2 separate regions of the Zea mays genome follow, and region 2 is linked to region 1. Evidence: chromatin contacts called from public Hi-C data. All regions are on one chromosome and are shown on one strand. Each heading gives the region's core, a stretch centred on a gene start, on an enhancer-like site or on the middle of the called end of the contact. The rest is flanking DNA. Distances are from core to core; before and after follow the strand shown.

Region 1 (7,774 bases), core at 2,078-4,577:
GACCGTTACAACCAAACTGACGATCTAATCATGAAATATATAGTGAATTATGCCAATATAATTGAGATTCATTGACAGCGAATCCCACCGTTGTAGCCTCCGTGGTATTGGAGTTAAGATAGACTATGTTCCATGTTTTATGTGTCATTAAGTGTTAAGGTAATTGGGGATATATGTAGATGTGATCCTTTAGAATGGATGTCGCCGCTCTTGTCGGTGTTTTGTGTCAAACCGCACACCCGGGGTTACCCTCGTGGTGCTTTTGGGTAGGTCGGTGTCGCAGATCGTAACTCGATGGTTCACGCTCTGGCAAGAGAGAGAGAAGCGGATTTCAGCAGGTTCGGGCCACTTTGAAGAGCGTAATACCCTCCTTCCTAGGATGACTTTGTATATGGATGAGATTACAGTCGGTGATTACTGGACTGAGGGGATGCTAATGAGATAAAAATAGATGGGGTCCCCCTTGGCCTTATATACACAACCATGGGCGTCTTCCCGCACAAGTATCGATCGCAGTCTTCCTACTTATCTTCTAATTAGTAGCAAACATCTTTTACTATCTCGAGGAAAATCCGGCGTTTTCATGCCGAGATATCCCCGTCGTTTTAGTTAGGATGTCGGGCACGGGAACAAACAGACCCGACATATCCACGTCTATGCCGCGACTAGCTTGGACGTGGGCCTCTTTCGCCTCTAGATTGGCCTGCTTTCATTGTCTTTGTTCGTCTGGCCCATGATGGGACGCTTGAGAGGGGCAACTGTCACGTGGCCCCGAGCGAAGTTTTCGCCCTTGTGTGGATCCGAGGATATCCATCTCCCACAGCTCTACCATGACAAGATAGGTGGATTGGCAGGTGTTTTGGTTTCCTTCAATATTTCAAAGTCTATATCTCCTGCATCAAAATTTCTTTATAAGAGAAGCACACCCAGTAATGCATAGTAGCATTTTGGATGGGCATATAGGCATATTGGTAACAGTATATATAATCACCTTTAGCGTTGATCAAGCATAGGTATATGTCATCCAGTTTTGATGAAGTAGCCCTCATTTATCATGAACCAAACGCACACAATTTGTAACAGTGGCATATTCAACTCTCATATTATTGGATGATATTGGATGAGTAGGCTATACATATCAAGTACTCCCTCCGTATCAAAAATATTAGTCGTTTTAGCTCTTGATTTTTATGAAGATAAACCTAGATACATATATAAAATATATACATCAAATGTTGTATGAATATATTAATTGGTGTTTAGGCTTTGTACCTTGTTTTTGATAAATTAGACTTGCTATATTTGCTGATGAGTATAGTCACCACAATAAGTGCGTGCCCACGTTGCTACGAAATCCATAAGAATTACCTACATTAGATATAATATGAAAATATTTGGACAAAATGGCGCAACACGCACAAACTATGACCAGAATAGCCCAAACGACAAAAATGAAATATGTGGATATATATGACTTATCTGTATCATTCATCATCAGGACAAAACATCGTCTACTTGTAGTAGTAGTAGAAACAAAAATAACAAGAAAGAAAGGGCATCTAGAGAACAACGATGCAGGCCAGCAAGAAACATTGTAATCGATCGGGACTTCGTGTAACTACAGCCTATGGCTTGCTGCTGCCTGCTATACACAACGGCGGCGGCACGGCTCTGCCGCGATCAGTTAGACATAGTACAACCAGTGAGGGAGACGGCCGGCGACGTCACTCGTCGGAGATCGGCGGTCCACCATAGTGGACGCTGCACATCTTGAGCTCTCTCGGCATGTCGATCTCCTCAAGCCACGCCAGATGGCCTTGGCCCTGGCCCCGCTCCACGTCCTCGCCCGCAGCCACCACTGCAGAGCAAAGACACGAACCGGTCTCCCATACGTGAGTCACTACTCTAGTGCAACGGCAAGAACTCATGAGGTGAAAGATGCGGCCACTTACGCGAGTGGTGTGCGTACGGTAATTCCGCGTAGTACGTGCAGTCCCTGTCCTCCTCTATGGAGTAGGGGGGCCCGAGGACGTCGAGGATCGCGCAGGGCGCCATGGCGGTGAACCGGTGCATGTTCCCTCCCGCCGTCGGGTACAGCACGGAGGTGTCGCACGGCGCCGTGAAGACGTCGTCCACCACCAGTTCTGCCAGCCTCACTGCGCAGGAACAGAACAAGATCATAGACATCAGTGCTGCAGTGCAGAGGGGTTAACAACAGAAACAGACGATCAAGCCGGCGAGCGGCGACAGTGAGTGGCAGAAGCTTACGGCATGGGCCATCGGAGGACGAAGAGCTGGTGGTGCTCGTGGCGGAAGAAGGATCGGGGTCAGCAGTGTTGAGCCAGTCGTACGACTTGACGTGCATCGACCCCAGGAGCAGCTTGCTGAACACCGTCATCCCAGGGTGGTTGTGGAGCGGGATCACCGCGTTTCGCGGCAGGAAGAGGATGACCATCTGCCATAGACAAGGGGAAGGTTAGAAAACACGAGCTTTTTCAGCATTGCTGTAGTACACACACACTATCGAAATAATTCTGCCTACCGAGAAATTCGGGCATTTGTATATCGTCGTGTGCGTTATGGTCGGGGTGCCACCGCCACGTGTGGCGTCTCGAGCCCTGAAGAAGCTCAGGTCCGGGCTCAGGCCCACGTCCTCCGGCCGCATCCTGTCTGCATTTTGGTAGGAGAAGGAGTTGAGGTTTTTCAGTAAACGCATGCACGAAACAGGTGCATGATTGATGGATGCATACTATTCTGTACAGGAATTCAGATTCAGTATAAGCAGAGCAGCTAAGTGCTAGTGCTAGTGAAATTGAACAGAGTACGCGGAGGCCATGCCGGTCCATGACAACCAGTTCGTTCCAGATCGATCGCTGAAAATTACGAAATGTTCTAGTTTTTTTTGAGTCGGGTCGTGCATGGCTCACCGAGCATGTGGCGGAGCAGCTGGACCTCGCCGGGACTGGGCACGGTGCCGGGGCCCCGGAAGACGTGGCGGCAGGCCTGGAAGAGACGCTGCACGGCGCGGCGCCTGCGGCTGCAGCTGCGGCGTCCCGGCGCTGCTGCCCCGGCCGGTGGGCCCGCTGGAACCGGGTGCACCCGGCGCCTCTTGGCCTCTCGCTCCGTCGGCGCCGCCGCCTCGAGTAGGTCGAGCTGCAGCTCCACAACCCCCGCGCCCGCCGTCGCGGCCGCCGCCACCTCCATGGACCGAGCAACAGGAAGCGAGGGAGGAAAAAAGGAAGGAACGCGCTAGCTTAGCTTGGTGGTAAGACGAGGCAGGCAGTCAAGGCAACTAGGCAAGCGCGGAGGGTGGTGGCCGGTGGGTGGTGGAAGGAAAAAGGGGCCGCGACAGCAGGCGACTATAAACAGGAGGCGGAGCGGAGGAGGGGGTGACGGGGAGCCAGCAAAAACCGTGGGCTGTGTTCCCTGCCGCCACCCATCGCGAGCCAACAGGAAAGCGGGCGGGCGGGAGGGAGAGGATTGCCCCCCCTGCTGGTCACTGTCGGCGTGGCTGGCGGTGGCGGCCCGGTTCGCGGGAAGCGGAAAGCGCGGCATAACCAAAACCGACGGCGCGAGCCCGAGGCAGGGCGACGAGGAGTAGATTAGCACACAGTTTCCGGTTTCGTACATCACAATCGTTATCCGCTACGCTGCCACCGACACGTGGGCCCCACCGCGCGCCCGCGCTTGACATGCCCATACCGTTTACTTTCCAGGAGCGGTTCCGTCCGCTCTCCGCTCCGGAGTCCGGACTCCGCTAGCCGTCGGCTCGTCAAGCCCGTTTCCACGGGGGGAATCCATGAAAGAACACTAGTTTGAGACAGTGTTGAAATAGCACTCTTTTTTAAACAATTCAAAGAACAACACCAGTTTCATCAAATGAATTCAGAAAACAGCATTAATCTATATTTTTCATTCTTTTATTTCTCACCTCACAAGCAAATGGACCATATTGCCCCTATCATTTCATAGCCTTGTTTTATTATCTATTCTTTCAATAGGAACAACATAAATGCATGCAAGTATGTGAGCTCTATTTTTATATTGGTAAGCATAATGTTGAACATAAAAATAAACATAGATGTTCTATAAAGGAAGAAGTCTAGATTTAACCATTGAACTTCAAAGATATATTTTGCGGTGGAGAGAGTAGTTTTTAAAGAACATACAATTTTTTTGAACATGACGGGTGATTGAAGTTTTTTGAAAAAAAAACAACCACTTCAAATAAAAAAGAACAGAGGATATACAATCGAAGACCTTTCAGTGAACCAAGTATGTCTAATTTCAACAGTTCGATAACGAAGATACCTAGGTTTGAAGTTCATGTTCAATAGTTAAATCTAGACTTCTTCCTTCATAAACAATGTGTGTCTGTTTGTATGTTTAACACTATAAAAAATGGAGCTAATATATTTTATCTATTTATGTTTTTCTTATGGACAGAAGAGATAAAAAGAGGGTTATGAAATGAATAGGTGTACTTTGGTCCACTTGTATGTGGTATAAGCAATGAAAGAATGCAAAATATAGATGAAGTGCTGCTTTCTAAATTAATTTAGTGAAACAGGTGCTGTTCTAAGAATTACTTGAAAACGGATGCTATTTTCTGAATGTCGTTTCAAACCAGTGTTGTTTTGTGGATTCTCCCGTTTGCACGGTGTGAGTGCTGACACTCCGTTTCCCACTGTCGGCCTTGTTTTCATGCATCCACCTTAATTCCGTCAGTTCTAGATACCACGACCACGACATCAGATTTTTTTATATTATTTTTTGCAGTCAAACATATTCAGCTCTCTGTCACCTTCGTCATCTACTCCATCGAATCTAAGGGCCAGGCTCTAGATTTTACTAACTCTACTTATAAAAAATGCATTTTAAGTTTCTTAAAAAACAAGAAGCTAGCATCTTCTAGCTGAAAAACCAAACACCATAAACCAGGTTCTAAAAGTTAGAGATAAAAACTGAATTCTTAAAGACTAGATTGCTTTCAAACAAGACTTTAAATTTTGAAGGGAAAAGAAACTTTTCTACTCATTTTTACGGTTTATTGACTAGGCGGCTTTCTTGCTCTCGAGTTAAGCTAATACACGTTCCCTTCCCACTTCCGGCATGCGTGTGGTGACCTGTCGACCTCACGTGGCGTCCATGTGCTGACAAGGCAAGGCAAACAGTGGTAGTAATCGCCAAACCTGTGGGTGTCGTCGCTGCTGGATTCTCCGCGCAGGCCTTCTCTGACTTCAACAACAGTTTAGCTAGTCTGTCCTCGCTAGCGGGAACGTAAATAGATATATAATAATAAAAAAAACTCTAGATCAGTATAGATAAATAAAGTAAATTTGGTTTCTTAACAAAATGAATACACTTGTACATCGATTGAACACAAAGAGGAAGCTAGATTTTAGTTGCAATTAGAAATGAAAGCGGTTGAAAAAACAGCTAATTGTTTTTGCTGTCTTTTCATCTAAAACTAGATCCTGCTGGGCCAGGCATAGGCATATATAGCTGGCAGCTGCACGAGCCTGTAGCAGGGCGGAGGACGACGACGACGACGAGCTGAGCCAAAGACAAACAGTGGCCACACGTCTCCATCTTTTGAAAATACAGTCATGCTAATAAGATTTTATCTATAATACTCATTCTTTTTACATGAAAAAAATGGATGTCTTAAGTGACAGTTCCTTCGTTACCGGATTCGTGATCATGATGTCGGTTTTTGCACTTCTTTTAATTGAACTAACGGATACTTTAAATATATGCTTCTTCTTTTAAGTACCTATCTATCAGCCACCTGGAGGAAGGCATACCTCCGGTTCAGTGGCTAATCTAGCCAAGAATATGGTTGACGTCAGCAACATCAGCTTTTATATATGATATAATTTTTTTAAAACTTTAATAGTATTTTGCTAAAATGATTTATAAATTTTAGCTGACCTCTACAAACCTCTAAATCTGCCCCTGCTCACTCACAGCACGCTCTAGGATCCTGGTCAGGCCTTGTTCGTTTGTGTCGGATTGGTGGGTCGGAACGATTCCGAGCCGGATTGCTTCTCTAATTTATATAAACTTTGATTAACCGGAACGATTCCGGGTGCAATCCGATGTAACCGAACAAGGCCTCAAAGGGTTCCATGTACCCTCGGATCCATTACCAATATGGGCAATATTGTCCACAAGGCTTCATAAGCCTTAGAGCACCTCATAGATAAATTTCTAGGCTCTTCGCATCTGAGGACATCTAGCGGTATAAATTTCTCGGATCCCTTGCGTCTCTAGGATTGGGTGTTCATTTTTAACCCGGTTTGGTTTGATCAGGTTTACATACAACAGGAACTGATTCTTTACTAGAAAAATATATAACTGATAGTTTTTACTTCAGTTTTCAGTAAAAATTAAACACCAAACTTATAATCAAGAAGATTATATGGTATCTCATACAACAAGTTTACATGATAGATTACAAATAATCTGAAAAGTAAAAATATAACTACAAAGATTTAGATGTTCATCATACATCACATACAGATAAGTGAATAACAAGTCCATTACAGTACACATTTAGTTCACATAATTAAAAAACCTCAATTTTGGTTTGGTTAGGTTCGGTTTGTTCAGTTTTTTATCCTCGAAACCTAATCACAACAACAAGTTACTCATTATTGGCTTCTTGGCTTGGGCGCCACTACCTCTCCTGGAGCGGTACTGTCGCTCCCTGGCAATACTTCTTCTAATACAATAATACACAAATATTGGCCTTCATCCAAACAATATGGAATATCATCGAGTTTGATCTTTTATTGAACCTTTGTACACTTCTCATTATATAATATTCAAATGTTTGCAATATACTCAATTTTTGCGTAACACTTAGCAAATTGGTTAGAGTTTAATTATGTTATCATTTATTTCACCAAAACTCATAAAAGGACTAATTGAGTAAAATCACCATGATCGCTCATGCCCTAGTGCATTTGACAAGTATAGCCTTTAGGGGCCCTCGTGTCCTAGGGCACTGATTAAGTATATCACTCGAGGCCATCGTGCCCTAGAGTACTAATTAAGTGCAGCCCCTAGGACCCCTTGCGTTCGGGGCTACTAATTGAGTAAATTCCCTTAGGGCTGCACGCACTGGCATGGATTAAGTGTGTCTCTGGACCCCTTGTGCCCCGAGGCATCTCTCAAATAAAGTCCCGAGGGTGCACGTGGATAAGCCCCTGGCGGCCCCAATCGTCCCGAGAATTTCGAGGAGTGTAGATGAACATAGAGACGTTGTTATGGTGTTTATCGACAAACTTGAGGAGCGTAGATAAACATGTCGATATAGTTGTTATGCGAGTTCGTATGACTACAAGGATTTAGAGATTCATTATACATCGCATACAAATAAGTGAATAACAAGTTCATTACAGTACTAGTTCACACAATAAAAAAACCTCAAATTTTGTTCGGTTAGATTTTCAGTTTATGGTAAAAAAATGTGTCCACCTCTAATATCCTCAAAACCTCACCGCAACATCAAGATACTCATTCTTGGTTTCTTGGCTTGAGCGACACGTGATACTTCTTCTAATATAATAATACACAAATATTGCCCTTCATCCAAACAATATGGAATAGCATCGAGGTTTGATCTTTTATTGAACCTTTGTACACTTCTCATTATATAATACTCAAATGTTTGCAATATACTCAATTTTTTGTTTATCACTTAGTGCAACTGGTTAGACTTTAATTGTGTTATCATTTATTTTACCAAAACTCATAAAAAGGACTA
Region 2 (6,801 bases), core at 1,646-4,145, 280 kb after region 1:
AGTACATCTAATACCTACATCCACTTAAGTTGGTGATTTAAGACTAGTATACATGCAATTGGCAATTGCATTACAAGTTAGACACCAATAACATACCCGGATGCTGTAGCAACATGACTGAAATACATTTCAGATGATCAAAATATAGTAAGTTTAGAGTGCAGCGCCAGCTGCAAAGCATAGCCATGGTTTGTTGATATTCAATTAAACTCCTAGCGCAACACAGCCAATTCCAATCACAGCTTGCTAATAGCAGGTGATACACGTACTATTAAGCACGAGCAAGAAACCAACCTTCCATCTTGCCGAGGACCCGCTTGACAGCTCCAACACAGCCCTCACAGGACATGCCAACCTTGAGCACAACAGTCTGCATGCATCCAGGGGAGAGAAAAAAGAACAGTTGTAGGAATCAGTTGACAGTCAGTCTAATTTTACTTTTCATCGCCGAATGAACGAGAAAATAATTAAAGCATCGATGTGCTTCCCCTGGAACTCCATACACTTGATAGCTCCAGCAATTTGTATGGTTAGAGCTTTTACCAGTACGACCGAATGCACACGCTTCCGAATTTAATACCTTTGCCGGCCCTTCGTATTTACGTGCTGAAATACGAAACTAGTTACTCACTCCATCCCAGATTTAGGTCTTGTTTGTTTATCCTCCAGATTATATAATCCGGCTTAAATAAGTTAAAGAGCCAAACAGACAACACAGATTATTAGGTGGATTATATTATCTAGATACCTAGATTATGATAATCCATAAGCAGGTGCAGGTCATTAGGTGTTTATGTAATTCATAAGATGGATTATATAATCTTGGAAAGAAACAAACATGGCCTTATAAGTCGTCTTGGCTTTTCAGCATGGCTTGTGCTACGCAGCTAGACGTTCGCTGTGTCTTGGTTGGTGCCCGGTAAAGAAAAAAAAATAACTATTCTCTCCCTTCTTTTTTATTTGTCGCTGTTTAGATCAAAATTGAACTAGCGGGCGATAAATATTTGAGAACGGAGGGAGGTAGTGTGTAGTATGTAGGAGTATATAAAAAAGAGAATAAAAAATGATCTATAATAATTTCATAATTTGGAGCAGAGCAGGGGCGGAGGGCCCAGTATGGCCCAGTATTGCCTGGGCAATACCTTGGGCCGGCCCACTAATAGAATAGAGATTAGGGTTCGTCACGGCGTTCCGCACAGCCGCACTGCCAGCGTCCCGCACAGCTGCCTGCTCGGCCGCAGGCCGCTCCTGCCGGTGCTCCAGCCTCCAGGCCTCCAGCCGCTCGGAGCCTCGGACTCGTCACGCTCCAGCCGCCAGCTCCGGTGCTCCGCTGATCTGCTTGTCCGGTTGACCGGTTGTCTTGTCCCGCCGGCGGCCGGCTGCGGGCTGCTTGCCGCTTGGTCCCGCCGAGGCGCCGACCCGCATGGCCGCACGGCTGCCGCCTGCCGCTGCTTCCTGCTTGGCCGCACGTCTGCTTGTCTAGTTGTCTGCTTGGCTGATTGCTTAATGCTTAGTGCTTCTAGTTGTCTGCTTGCTTCGTGCTTCTATGCTTCTAGTTGTTTGATTGTGACTTGTGAGACTTGTGAGCAGAGCATAGAAAGGTCAAAGGTAGCTCATGAGTATTTATTTGATTACCCGCGTGAGTATTTTATTATGCGTGTCTAATCTAGTAGATTTTTCAATGTGCAGATTTTCCAATTTCTAAATAGCAGTCTTGGATACAAACAAAAACAAGACAAAGAATATGGCCCAAAAAAGTATCTCTCTATATTATGTGAACACTCCCTGTTGGCTGTTGTAATGTCTTCTAATTATCTAATACATGCTATATGCTTCGTAAAATGACAGATTTAAAGAGCTATTTCAGTCAAGCTTCTAGTGGAAGTAGACTAAGCACTCGCGCTGATGGAGTTTGCAATGAACCCAGAATACAAGTTGGAGTCCAAGAGAATAATAGTGAAGATGCCAATGGTGAAAATGTTAATGGTCAAGTCGAAGGTATAAATCAGTTCAACCCGGATCACATTATTTCTGATCCGGGACTTTGTATTCCAATGGATTCTTTTGCTCCTAATATTAGAGATGATGTTAGAAGGGCTTTCATAGCTAAAGGTCTGATTCTTTTGCTCCTAACTTATTTTTTCTTTTTTCCAGATTTTATTCGCCATATGACATTTGGTTGTAAATGGATTGTAATCAAGATGACTATTAAATAAGGTATTTTTCAACATCTATTACTTATTTTATAGCTACAAGTTGTTTTAAACTGTGTCATAAATTTTTAGTCTTAGTCGCGTTAGCAACACCTAAATTTTCTAGCGTCCTCCGCCACTGGAGCAGAGATAACACATCCGCATCCCATATAATCGTGTAGCATACCAGACGGGAGATGGATCCACCGCATCAATTAAAAAGTATGATTGTCGACGAGCATATATTACAAAAAAAAAATTAAGAGGATTTAGGTCATCCTTCGAGAGACGGATGCATAAAGCAGCGGAGACCCAAAACTGTCGAGAGCATCCATGGAGGGAGATGATCGACGCAACGCAAGGGTAGGCGGCAGGCCCAAAGGACCCCTTTACAGTGGATCTACGCGCACGGCGAAACCATTAACCGGCATCATCCCGTGAACGAAAGGGGACCGGCGAGTCGAGTACCTACCTACTCCAAAAAGATCTACTACCAATCGTTCCCGACGAGATCGGAAGGGGAGCATTTACCTGGGCCATAGCGCGAGAGGGGAGGAGGGTCGGGGCGGTTCGGCGGTGGTGGTGGAAATCTCCTGCCGGCGAAGGCGAAGGCGAGGGAGGACGGGGGAAAGATCTATCTGGGCCGGGAGAGAGGGACGGAGTTGGGTGAGGATATACAGGCGGCCGGTGGCGTCGGTAAACACGCAAGGGAAGGCGAGGCCAAGTCCTCTTTTCCCGTGAATGACAGGTGGGGCGTCCGGCCAACCGAGGTAGGTTTGCGTCATCGCGTTCGCGTGGGTGGTCGGGCGCCGTCGGTTCTGCGGTCAGACATTATTATTTTTTAGACTATCTCAACCACCAATTGCGTGCTGATTACTACTACTCCGTCCGGTTTCCTATTAGTTATCGTTTAGAACAACGACACGGTCTCCAAAATATAACTTTGACCAATGTTTTTTGTTAAAATACAAATGAACTCTTAATACATTTATACTTTTATAAAAGTACTTTTATGACAAATTGGTGCATATAAATATTAGGTTCCAAAACTAAATAACAAAATAGTTATTTGTAGTCAAAATTTTATAAGTTTGACTCAAACCTTATCTAAAACGACAACTAATAGGAAACCGGAGGGATTACTTATTACCAGCCAGATTAAAAGTACAAACTGGACAGATTAGCATAAAAAAAACTGAACTGAAGACTCTGTGATCATCATGCACACTAGCTTTCACAGTTTCGGTGCTCTCCAACAGCATCATCATCTTGTCATTCTCATGTATACACTTTTTCCGTTCTTTTTTATTTATCGCCGATTAGTTCAAAAATAAATTAATGGATGACAAATATTTAAGAATATGTAGTATAACTTAACATATATGTAAAACCAAGTTCGAAAATGACCCTCCTTTTTTCTTACAAAGGTAAGATCTTACGGTTACACTCACATGGAGGCATACGCTAAGGCCTTTCATTTGTGTCGAATTGCACCTAGAATCGTTCCAACTAATCAAAATTTATATAAATTAAAAAAGTAATCCAGTTAGAAATCGTTCGGACCCACCAATCCAGCAGAAACGAACCAGGCCTAAGTAGGTACTACGAAGTACAGCTCGTTACTGGGGTGGTGGTCCTGCTCCCAGCAAGCCAGCAACAGCGCCGCCGCGAACACCACCACCATAGCGCAGATAAAAAACCGAGCCGTGCTCCGACGACGGTTCGTCTCTCTTCTCTTGGCGATCCCAGTCACCTTCGGACGATGTTCAGCAGCGTCGTCGCATCGGCGTTCTTCGCACGGCGGCGGAGGAGGAGCTCGTGCGCTGTCAGAACAACAACGCCGGCTGCTGCTGCTGCTGCTGCTTGTGGCGAACTTCAGGTCTTCGGCCAGCGAGTCCCCGGTCCGTGTGCTCCACTGGAGGTTCCTCCTCTGCTGCGTCGAGCTGCAACAGCCTTTCCTTCCCTCGCATCCAGAGTTCTTTTGAAACGAAGGATGGTCCGGGCGCTGCGTAAACAACGTTAGAGCTGATCTTGGAGGCAGGCGGCGGTGTCCGTCTCTTTCGGAATCGCTGCAGTAGGCCAGAGACTGCAGCTGCTTCCTTGGAGTCGACAACGCTTGCCGTCTGCTGCACACCTGGAGGGTTCACAGGAAACAAACAAAATAAATAAATAAATAAATAAACTGTCAAGCATTCACTCTAATCTACAGATGGTGGTGTAACACCGTGGAACTTCTTGATCGCCATATATTCAACACTCACACAAGATTGTTTCTGGTAACCATTCAAGGAACAATGTAAACAGAAAACAAATATGCCATGTATACCTGATTAGCTGCCTGGGGCGTTAAACAGGCAGGACACGGATCACCGATTCTTGCCAGCACATCAGAGCGCCTCCTGCTCGACTTGACGAGATCAGAAGAATCAGACGGTGCCCAGGTACGGAAGAAACGCTCATCGTCGGACATCCCTTGCGAAAACTCAGATCCGCAGCTCCAAAGCCGGCGCCTCGCGCGCGTAGCTCCAAGAACACCAGTGCACTGTTGTCCACCTTGCAGCGGAGAGTTGAAGCCGTCAAACCCACGGACAGATCGCGTCTCACGAGGAGATCCGCTAGACCCACTGTCTCTGATACCCGCACGATCAACAGGGGAATTCGACCCCTTCCTGCTGTTCCCACCGCTGCAGTTTCCCAGAGGGCTAACGTTTCTGTGTGCCCCACGTTCCTCCTGCCTCATTAGTAGTAGCTTAGCAGTCTCGGCTGCCTGAGAAGCTGCGGCGCAGATATCTGGAGCGAAGCCGTCCTCCTGGCAGTGCTCCAGAGCATGGATGATGCTACTGATCTCAGAAGATATGGTCCTCACGTTCACGCTTCTCATGATCGAATGGATCATCTGAATCGACGACATGATCATCTGAGAACTGCTCGCCTCAGTGCTGCTACGATCCAGTACCTGCAAGCCCGACTTTATCAGCGTCCGTCCGTAAGGCTCCAGCGTCAGAGGACTGTGCTTTACCAGAGCAAGCACCAATCTAACATGCACAGCAGCAGTCTGGCAGCGAGGCTCCTCCTCCAGAGCGCCCGACACTTTCAGGCAGACATCGTTAACCAACTCGTTAGACGCAAACTGCCAGTTGTTGGACTGGACGAGGGCAGCGATGCAGAGAGCTGAACCGGAAGAGACGCTCTTGTTGGCGTGCATCAGGCAGTCTGACAGGGGGCGGCAGAGGGAGCTCATGGTCTCGGACTTCTCTTCTTCCCTGCCCAGAGGGTCGATGCAGTAGCGAGACAACGTGCAGACCACCTTGGAGCAACCGGCGCAATGCGAGGGGGTGCTTGAACCTGACGCCATGATCCTGACGACGGCCGAGACGATCTGCCCGATGTGCGGTACGATGCTGCGCCCGTGAGCTTCTGCTGCGGTCTCGAAGATGCACAGGATCTCCTCCTCGGAGTATGAGGAGGATGGCCTGTCGGGAGCGCACAGACGGGCGAGGAACGGAGGGAGTGTGTTCGCGTCTAGGTCTCTCACGTACTGCTTCAGCCCTCTGAAGGCAGGCGGCTTCTTGTCGACGGGGTCCGTCGTAGAAACATCCGGTTCTGCGTACTCGTCCATTGCAAGACTTGTAGCCATTGCATACACTCGATTCACTGGAGATGCAAAGTACAAGCTGTTAACGAAAGTAAACGCTGCATGTAGCTTTGAGGAGGGAATAAATTGATCAGAAGAATCTGAGTCGTATGGTTTCTTCAGTTAAAGCATACCAAAATGGGAACATAAAACTTGTTCAGATTTGCTGCCTCACTAACAATACATAAACAAAGTATGCTTATTATATAACAACAATAACACATAACGCCAGTAATAACTAAGAAAGAAAGAGCGTGACCAAAGTAATAACGAAATAAAAAAAATAATGAAATAAGCATATGATGCTAATTCAGAGGCTCAGAGCCAGAGTAATAATGAAACAAGGTGCTGAGATTGTTTAAGTTCAGCCGTAATCAAATACTACATTGGAAATGGATGCTGGTTTATTCAAACTTATTATCGCTATACTAGAATATGAATCATTACTGCCATATATGTTACCGTTCATGAACCAAACAGCACCTAAAAAGCAATATGATGTTAATCCTTTTAAAAAACAAAGATTTCGGTTTATCATTCAAAGAAACAGCACCAAAAATAATCCTGTAAAAATAATTACTACTTGGCAGACGTCATCGGAACAACACCGCCCCTGAAAGCAAGGCGAAACCCCAAAACCTCACTCGAACCCGCCCAAGAATTCAAAGTAAACGGCACACTCGCAATGAAAATGAAATCTACTGATACGCCAACCAGACCAGGACCAATCTTCATTCATCTTGCACGCTACCGAGGAGGGGTGGGGGGCGCAATCGAGCAGAACAAGAAGCCAGTAACCGTGCACGCCGCGGATTATTTTTCCGCACCAACACGAAGCAAGGAGACCGCACCGGCCTCAAATCTCCCCTAGTCTAAGTGATCGAGACAGAGAGGACGGTTCGGCTTGTGGTTCGAAGATCCCACAGACCAAACCCCCAACGTCCGGCAGAGAGCAGAGGAGGTTAGGGTTGTTCC

Evidence for each region. Hi-C and Micro-C count contacts between places; a contact is called where the count stands out from the background.
Region 2: a Hi-C map of endosperm shows a contact between it and region 1, with 2.4 times the contacts expected there. The contact joins the promoter of LOC100282864 here to the promoter of LOC103640631 in region 1. A contact is called at or near these places in 4 of 25 Hi-C or Micro-C datasets (bundle sheath, ear, endosperm and 1 more).

What each region holds. Positions count from the first base shown.
Region 1 is chr1:180,824,394-180,832,167 of Zm-B73-REFERENCE-NAM-5.0, forward strand. It overlaps LOC103640631 (2-aminoethanethiol dioxygenase-like), which reads right to left and starts at 3,328. Exons shown (of 5, transcript NM_001329842.1): 1 at 2,928-3,328; 2 at 2,543-2,670; 3 at 2,269-2,455; 4 at 1,953-2,156; 5 at 1,435-1,858. The coding sequence starts at 3,204. The coding sequence ends at 1,725.
Region 2 is chr1:181,103,903-181,110,703 of Zm-B73-REFERENCE-NAM-5.0, forward strand. It overlaps LOC100282864 (copper chaperone), which reads right to left and starts at 2,896. Exons shown (of 3, transcript NM_001155770.1): 1 at 2,724-2,896; 2 at 295-370. The coding sequence starts at 2,732. LOC100383715 reads right to left here. Exons shown (of 3, transcript NM_001176352.2): 2 at 4,519-5,846; 3 at 3,590-4,326. The coding sequence starts at 5,829. The coding sequence ends at 3,784.